Linked DNA regions of Culex pipiens: region 2 is linked to region 1. A link is a contact called in public Hi-C data. All regions are on one chromosome and are shown on one strand. Each heading gives the region's core, a stretch centred on a gene start, on an enhancer-like site or on the middle of the called end of the contact. The rest is flanking DNA. Distances are from core to core; before and after follow the strand shown.

The links. Hi-C and Micro-C count contacts between places; a contact is called where the count stands out from the background.
Region 2: a Hi-C map of whole body shows a contact between it and region 1, with 4 times the contacts expected there. The contact joins the promoter of LOC120414164 here to the promoter of LOC120414176 in region 1. A contact is called at or near these places in 2 of 3 Hi-C or Micro-C datasets (embryo and whole body).

The regions. Positions count from the first base shown.
Region 1 is chr1:36,698,376-36,702,463 of TS_CPP_V2, forward strand. LOC120414176 (zinc carboxypeptidase-like) reads right to left here and starts at 2,639. Exons shown (of 2, transcript XM_039575249.2): 1 at 2,241-2,639; 2 at 1,123-2,179. The coding sequence starts at 2,567. The coding sequence ends at 1,163. LOC120414177 (zinc carboxypeptidase-like) reads right to left here and starts at 894. Exons shown (of 2, transcript XM_039575250.2): 1 at 311-894; 2 at 1-247. The coding sequence starts at 607.
Region 2 is chr1:36,931,189-36,934,955 of TS_CPP_V2, forward strand. LOC120414164 (dihydropyrimidine dehydrogenase [NADP(+)]) reads left to right here and starts at 1,924. Exons shown (of 6, transcript XM_039575216.2): 1 at 1,924-2,062; 2 at 3,501-3,699. The coding sequence starts at 3,652.

The DNA.
Region 1 (4,088 bases), core at 1,389-3,888:
GGATTCCACCCTCGACGAAGATCGCTTTGTTGTCCGGGCGACGGGAGAGCTTGACCCCCTTGATTGGAAGACCCTCGTATGAGGTTCCCAAGCTGAGGACGGTTACGCTGGAGTGCTCCGCGGACAGCTCATCCATCCAGGCGTAGATCGTCTCCAAGTGGTGGTAGTGATCCCAGTCTAGATCGGAGCCTTCGAATGGCTTAATCCACTTGGCTTCACTGTCGATCATGTCCTGCATGTTGTACTCCTACAAAGTTGAAGTGGTTAAAACAAAATCATCAAGAAGCCAAAAAACGAACAAACAACTCACCAAAACCCTTCCCGAGACCAAGAACCGATCCAACAGGTCCTCAAAGTCCGCCACCTTGCTGGCGGCCACCATGATCGTTAGCTCCTGTCCCGGCTGCCTGGCATGGCCGTAAAAGGTGCAGCTATCGCTCTTGGCTTCCAAGTCCTGAAACATCCGCACCTGCTCGTCACTGACCAGCTGAACCCGGTACAACCGATAGTGATCGTAGCGGGCTCGGTTTTCGGATGCTGCCAAAGCGAACGCGATTAGTACGAGAGGTATGAGTGACCCCGTAAATGATCCCTTCTTACCGGCCATCGTGGCTCAACTGAGACGTCGTTCAATCAATACGATCACAATATTGAACTTATCAGCCGAGATTCGGTTGCTGTGACTTTGGAGTTGTTCGCCTTTCTAGCCAGATGAATCTTCGGTCTCTTATCTTGAGAGCCGTATAATAGCGGTATTGTCTACCTCTGGCTTAACTGGTCGTAAACGGCGAGGTAGTCACTGATCCTCAGGGACTGTTTACTGTCTAATAAGAAAAGTCTGCCCAAAGATAAGTGGGACGAAAATAAACGACTCTGTCGTCGTGATGAATGGTGTTGAACGTCAAGAATTGAAAGCTTGAACATGACTTTCTCATTGTGGTTACGATTTATGTAACTACGGAGAGTTGGTTGCAGTGGATCGAGGAGTCAGAGTCGACAAATCCTAAAAAGCCGCAGTTATGAGTGGTTGCCTAAATTCCTACAACTTTGTATGCAAGATGATGGTGAAGTCGAAGCCGATATCTGTCGGATTCGACATTTTTAATAATCAAACAAACGATGTAACAATTCCAGTCTTTTATTCAATCTACGAATCTCAACTCTACAACTCTCCCTTCTCCGCCACGCCATCGTAATACCCCAACTTCCTCGCTTCGCCCAGCATCGCCACGTACGCGGCCAGCGATTCCTCCCCCGTCGGAACGATCTCCTCCGCCGGCAAGATAAACATATTGGTACTCTCCGGCGGACCTCGCAGCTCAAAGGTGTACGCCACCGGAACGCCACACTCGGCGTACGCCCAGTCCACGCTGTCCCCCGACGACGGATAGATGGTTTCGATCATCGCCCCCGCCAGGTACTGCTTGCCGTGGGTGTTACGAATCGCTTCCGAGCCACGTTCGCCAATCGCTACCAGGTCGGCGTAGTTGTCTACCCGGTCCGTGGTGTAACCGTACGGGAACATGATCAGCTGGGAGTACGAGTGCATCGAGAAGTACGTCCGGATGCGCGCCGATTGGGCGTTTTGCTTGACAAAGTTCTGGATGACCTGGGTTTCCGGCTCGCTGGCGGCGGATCCTCCGGCAAAGTCGTACGCACACGGGTCCGAACTCGCTCCGATGCCGTTCCAGTTGCTCTCAAAGTTCCGGTTCAGGTCGACTCCCCGGCACAAGCCGTACGGACGGCGGTTTTTGCGCCAGAAGCGATCCGCGTCGAAGGTGTACTTGTACCCGTCCGGATTGACCACCGGGAAGAAGAACCAGTCAAAGTTTGTGGCCAGGTCGCGGACTTCGGGGGCTTGAGACGTGAGCAGCTGGTTCAGGATGTACGTGCAAACCGCCGGGGAGATCCACTCGCGGGCGTGGATTCCGCATTCGACAAAGACAGCTGTATTGCCGGGTTTTGCAGACAGCTTTACTCCTTTGATGAGATTGCGTTCGTAACTCGCCTGCAGCGGGATGACCGTTAAGAGTTCCGGATACTTTGAAGCTTGCAGATCAAGCCACTTGTGGATCGTATCCAGGTGGAAGTAATGCGTCCAATCAAACTGTTCCGGAGCAGTTCCCTTTGGCATAACCGTCAACTCCTGCGCATCGATCAGCTCTTGGATGTTGTACAACTAAAACATAAACCAAAACCTCAGCAGATCCCCACCAAACCAATCCACCAAATCAACCTACCAACACCTGCCCCTGAATCTGAAACCGGTCCATCAGATCGCTGATCTCGGCGATCTTCTGCGGCGCAACCATAATCGACAGGTTCTGGTTCGGCTGCCGGGCATGACCCATGAACTGGTAGCTGTCGCTGCGGTTCTCCAGCTGCTGCATGATACCGACCTGTTCGTCCGTCTCCAGGAACACCCGGTAAATGCGGAACTGGTCGTAGCGGGCCTTGTTGCTCGCCGCGGCCGAGGCGGGACCATCGCAGGCGATACACGCGTTGATTCCGAAGAACACTGCCAGGATCAGCGGCGCGAGTTGCACCGGGTGATTGAGTAATCGCATCGCTTTCGGATAGTGATACCGCAAGTAAGAATACTACCGACTTGCCGGTAGGCACAGCAACGAATGATCTGAAGTGCATTATCAGCAAGCAGAGGAAGAGGTTCATGAACCGTTGTTCATTTCAAAGAGTGTTCACTCACGTAGCACGAGGTAGTGTGAGTAAACGTAAGAGCTCGGGTTTATCTGCCAAAACCAGATGATACAGCAGAACTAGCTGCAAGAATCGAATGTTGTGGACAGTATTGAATTTTATTTGATTTTTTTAAATGCAAGAATGCAATGACCTACGAAAATTTAAAAAAATATCTTCACAGACTAAACTCGAAAATTTAAAAAATATCTTCACAGGCTAAACTCGAGCGGAAGCATGAACTTTGGAATCCCCAAAAACAAATACAACTTGATTTTTTGAAAAATATTTAGATAGGCCCGAATGGTTTTTTTTCTACCAAGTTCGTATGGAGAATTTGGGCAGTTCGTCAAGGAGCAGACCACACAAATTCTTCATACAAACTTTGAAGAAAAAACGTATGAAACCTTAAAATGCTGTATGAAGGTGTCTGGACCAAAGAGTCGACGTTTGGGAATATTTTTATCGATTCCTTGAGATTTGTTAGGAGTTCATTAACATTAATGCTTAAAATAACAAAAATAAAGTACCTAATTACACCCATTTAATAAATACACCCATTTTAAGCCTGATAAGCGGTCATGTTTAAATGATGCTGGATAATCTGGAGTGTTTCTTGAAATTTACTAAAACCAAGTACACCAACGAGTGATGCAACTTTTTGTGAACATTTCAGTTTATTTTCACTTCTACTAAAAGTTATTCTATTCCTTCTACAAGCAATTAAAAAAAATATTTCCCAATTGTATTCTAATCAGACGAGAATGCATCGGGCCACGCCCATTCCGTAGTAACAGAATCTGCGTTTGTAAACAAGCAGTCTGTCCCCTCTTACTTGACGTGAACTGTCACTTGAGCAAAAGGGATAGACTGCTTGTTTACAAACGCAGATTCGCCCTGTTGAACTGTTACTACGACATTTTTCTATTTTCAGCTCAGTTCACTTTTCTTCCAGTGCTCTTTTGAGTCGGCTTAGTGCTGCCAATTGTGATAAAATTTTAAGCGAACACTCACGAAAAGTAGCATTTATAGAGAAAGTTTCCTGGCATCACTGGCTCACACCAACAGGCGCTGCTGGTGGTGTTGTTTGCCTTCGCTTCTCGCTTGGTTTTCTTCAGCCTTCGATTGGAATGGGTCGTCAAAAGTCAAACGTCAAAGGACTTGGCGCGGTTGGTTTTTTGATGGTGCTTGCTAATTATTTACATGTTTTGGGATTATTTTTCAAGTCAGTGACTAACTAATGTTCAAAAGCACATGTTGCCGGTAGGTGGAAGCAATGTCATAGCTTTGCTTTGAAAACGATACCGCAAGTAAAAAATGTTGATGGCGATTTTTGTTAAGCAGTTACTCCTCATCTTGCGTGAGGAGAAAAAAGTGTATTAAATTTAATC
Region 2 (3,767 bases), core at 674-3,173, 230 kb after region 1:
TCCTTTCAGCACTACTGATCATAGGCTTCGACTATCAAGTGGTATTTCCCTTATCAACAGCATGTATGAATGCGCTGAAAAGATAAAACACCATGATTTCCAGACCAAGATCAGTTGCGAATAGGTAACAGTCATTGGCCACCAACGGCGCCCGCCATGTCAGTTTGTAGATCTCGATTAAGGGACGGGAATGTTAGTTAGCGCAGATTGCTACTAGGGCAGCTGATTTACTCTGTGCTTACACCCCACATGCGCCAGGAACCTGAAAATTGGTTAGTAGGATAGGGTGTTTGGTCAGGATTCATCATAGAAGATGATGATGCGACCCAAAATCATAATGTTTGTTGAAAGGTATTATATTTTATTCTCAAGGCAAACAATCGGTTGCTGCGGATGCGACATTTCCCGTTTAACTGTTGTTAAATTTTTAATGAAATGGTTTAATCTTAGACAGCCGGCTGTGGAAAGATAAAACCAAATAATATTTATTTATAGTATGAGGTGTTAAATGCAATGCTGCAATGATAGCGTAGTCTGATTTTTAATTATATAATCATTTAGTTCATGAATTTGTTACGGAATAGACGCGACGAACTCAATCATCAAGTGCCTTCCGATCTTCTTTCTGTTAGCTAGATAAGGTATTGATTTTCGTTGCCTCTCGAGCTACGATGCTATGGAGAGGGCTTAACACACAAACAACCGACGTCGAGCCCTCCGAGCTACGGAGCTATGGGAAGGTCTTTTCAACACAAAAAAGACTAGCGCACCACACGACGTTCTTGATGAATCAAAATAATTTTGTTACGCGATAAACCTAACGAACTCGAATCGTTTTCATCGAAAACTATATCACAATTCACGACAAAAATGCGAAACAAAAGGCACACACAAAAAAAAATCACTTTTCACTCCGAATTTTTTTTTTAACGACCGCGCGCTCCCTTTGCCAATTATGCACTCAGATTGGGCTCGATGAGTAAAAGTTAGAAAAACTAATTTTCATGTTCAATCTATTTAAGGCTATTCGAAGCCATCTCAAATAAACCTTAAAATGGCTGTAACTCAAAACCGGCTCGGTTCATCAAATACCAAAATTCATAAATTATAATTTCATGAAGAATCGTACAACTAAGATTTTTGTAAGAGGTTATATTTTAGGCAGACCGAGCCACGTAGCCCAGTGGTAACGCTTCCGCCTCGTAAGCGGTAGATCGGGGTTCAAATCCCGGCTCGGACCACACAACTGGTGATCTTTTCCCTTCTGGAATCGATTGCTTAGTAAAGGGAAGGTAGTGTATCGTCACAATGGAATGTTAACATTAACCTTAACATGTTAACAGTAAGTTGAGAATGAAACTGCCACTGAATCCGCTTTGTAAATGCCGGCCCCGATACTCTTCAAGGGTGTTCCCCTCAGGAACTGGGAAAGATTTACTTTTTTACTATATATTTTAGGCAGTCATTTTCATAACGTGAAACTTATCTGAAGAAACCAAAATTATCTGATAAAACTTTATTCGAGGGCAGAATTTTAAATCATTCACTGTCCTTTTGAAAGGGAAGTCCCCAAAATTCAAATCTTATACAAAAAGTATTAATTTCAGATCGTCAAAAAATGACAAAGCAATATGGATTAATAAGTGATTCATTATATACAGGCTTGTAGAGCGGCTTCGGTAGCGAATTTATTTATTATTGTTTTTTAGAAATAAGAAATAAGTGGCAACATTTTCATGCAAAAGACAATAAAAAAAACATAAAAATAAACATGGTGAATAGTCAAACGATTACGCAACCACGACCTCCCCTAGGACTCTGATAACAGCGCAATGCCATTCTGTGTACAGCTGTGTAGGAGCATTATAGTCCAAGTTCACGTCTTCGATGTGTCGACGTTCCAGAGATATGATTGCGCTACCAATACAATACTGTACCACACACAAACCGACTAAGCAGCTTTGACGCTAAGCTATTAGATGCTGCTGCTGGGCAAAGTGGTGGACCTGGAGATTGGACACGCCAACTTCAGTCTATCGGTGACCGTTCACTTACTCGGAAGGTTTGTACAGCCGCAGCTTCACGCTGCGACTCTGCTGTGATCGTTATCTGTTTGAAGAGAGTGCCTTTGAAGTGTGTTTTGTTGTTAGTTCTGCGTTTGCTAGCTAATTGCGCCTCCGCTAAATTACTGTGATTAGTCGCGGTTAATCTCCAGGACATAATTCCTCAACGCAGAACATCGTGTTCTGCTGTTCTGCTCCTATTCGGTGACAATCTCATTAAAACGCAAAAGAGAAACAAACAAGGCCTGGAATAACTCAACTTGATGGAACGCAAATCTCTCGAAATTGTCGTCGAGGGGCTGAAACCAGACGGTGGAAGGATAAATTACTTTTGATTTATTTGCGACGACAGCACACGCAAGCACTGTAGATTTATCTGTTCTGGAAGTTACGCAACGCCCCGCCACAAGAGATTTGAATAAATCAATTACGCACGTGCGTACCCCGTAATGCGTTCACGCGTAAGGAAGAGTCTGTGTGTTTCTATCCAAAACAAGATTTGGAAAAAAGTTTAAATTCGAGTAATCTCTGGTGTGATACAAGAGCTTACCCACCCCTTAAGAAAGAAACGTGTTCCCATCCAACTCATCACGTTGACGTTCAATAATGAAATTCGATTTTGCTCAACCCCACCCGCCGAAAAAGAATGAATCGTACGTTCTGTTCGTGTTTTGGATATCTAGCTGCACCTTTTTTCAAGTTTTGAAAAAGCTTCCTTGTACGAGCTAATACACACGCCCACCAGCAGTGGTTGTGATGTGTGGCTGTGCTGTGTTTTGACGATGACGACGATGAAACGTTGAAAATTGGAGGCACGACTCCGGCGCCACATGTGTGTCGTACGCTGGGTCGTACGAGTTTAGAAGGCAAAGCACAGACAAGTGAAACATTAGAGATGCTGTTTATCTGCCACTTTTAAGTCCTTATTGGGGACTAAACGGTAGAGGGTTCTGATTGATTCTTCAAAACTGTTTCTTCATTCAGTCCTTATCTGAATGTTTCAAACTGTGATAATTTTAAACACACTCACTTTTGAGCTTCTCTACTTATCTCTGACAACCTAAGCATTCGCCACACCGTCGCGATGCCGGTCTCTCCATCGAACTGGTTTCCCAAGGTGAAATATATAACGCTCAAATTCAATGACTTCAATCTTTGTCGTCTAACTGCCAAATTGGTCCTCCCCTTCGAATAGATTTTTTTTATTATTTTTTGTTCGCGCGTGTTATCGAACTTTATGAACATCTATTCAGGTGGAAACACCTGAAAATGCGCAAAAAAAACGATGGAGTGACATAAAAATTAGCATTACGAACGAATCGCGAGCTTCTTATCAAAACGATGCCTCCCTCGGTCGCTGGGGGCTGTTGCCAAGTGAATGAACCTCCCGCTCTCCCCCTGGTGGTGATATTTATTTTGTTCTTGTTTTATTTACAGGTGCATATCATTTTTCAATTTATCAGGCGATATTTTGATTGCGGTCGCGGACAACACCCACGCCGCACATTTTATGGACGAACAGTAAGAGGCGCACAGTTCGAGCGAATATTTTGTAAACATCCCATTTGAATAGACAAAACATTTCAGCATGAGTTGTGCTAGTGTTTTGACCAGCAAGGATCTGCCGGATATTGAGGTAACTATTGAGATACTCTAATCTTTCTCTTTACTCTTTACTCTTTACTCTTTACTCTTTACTCTTTA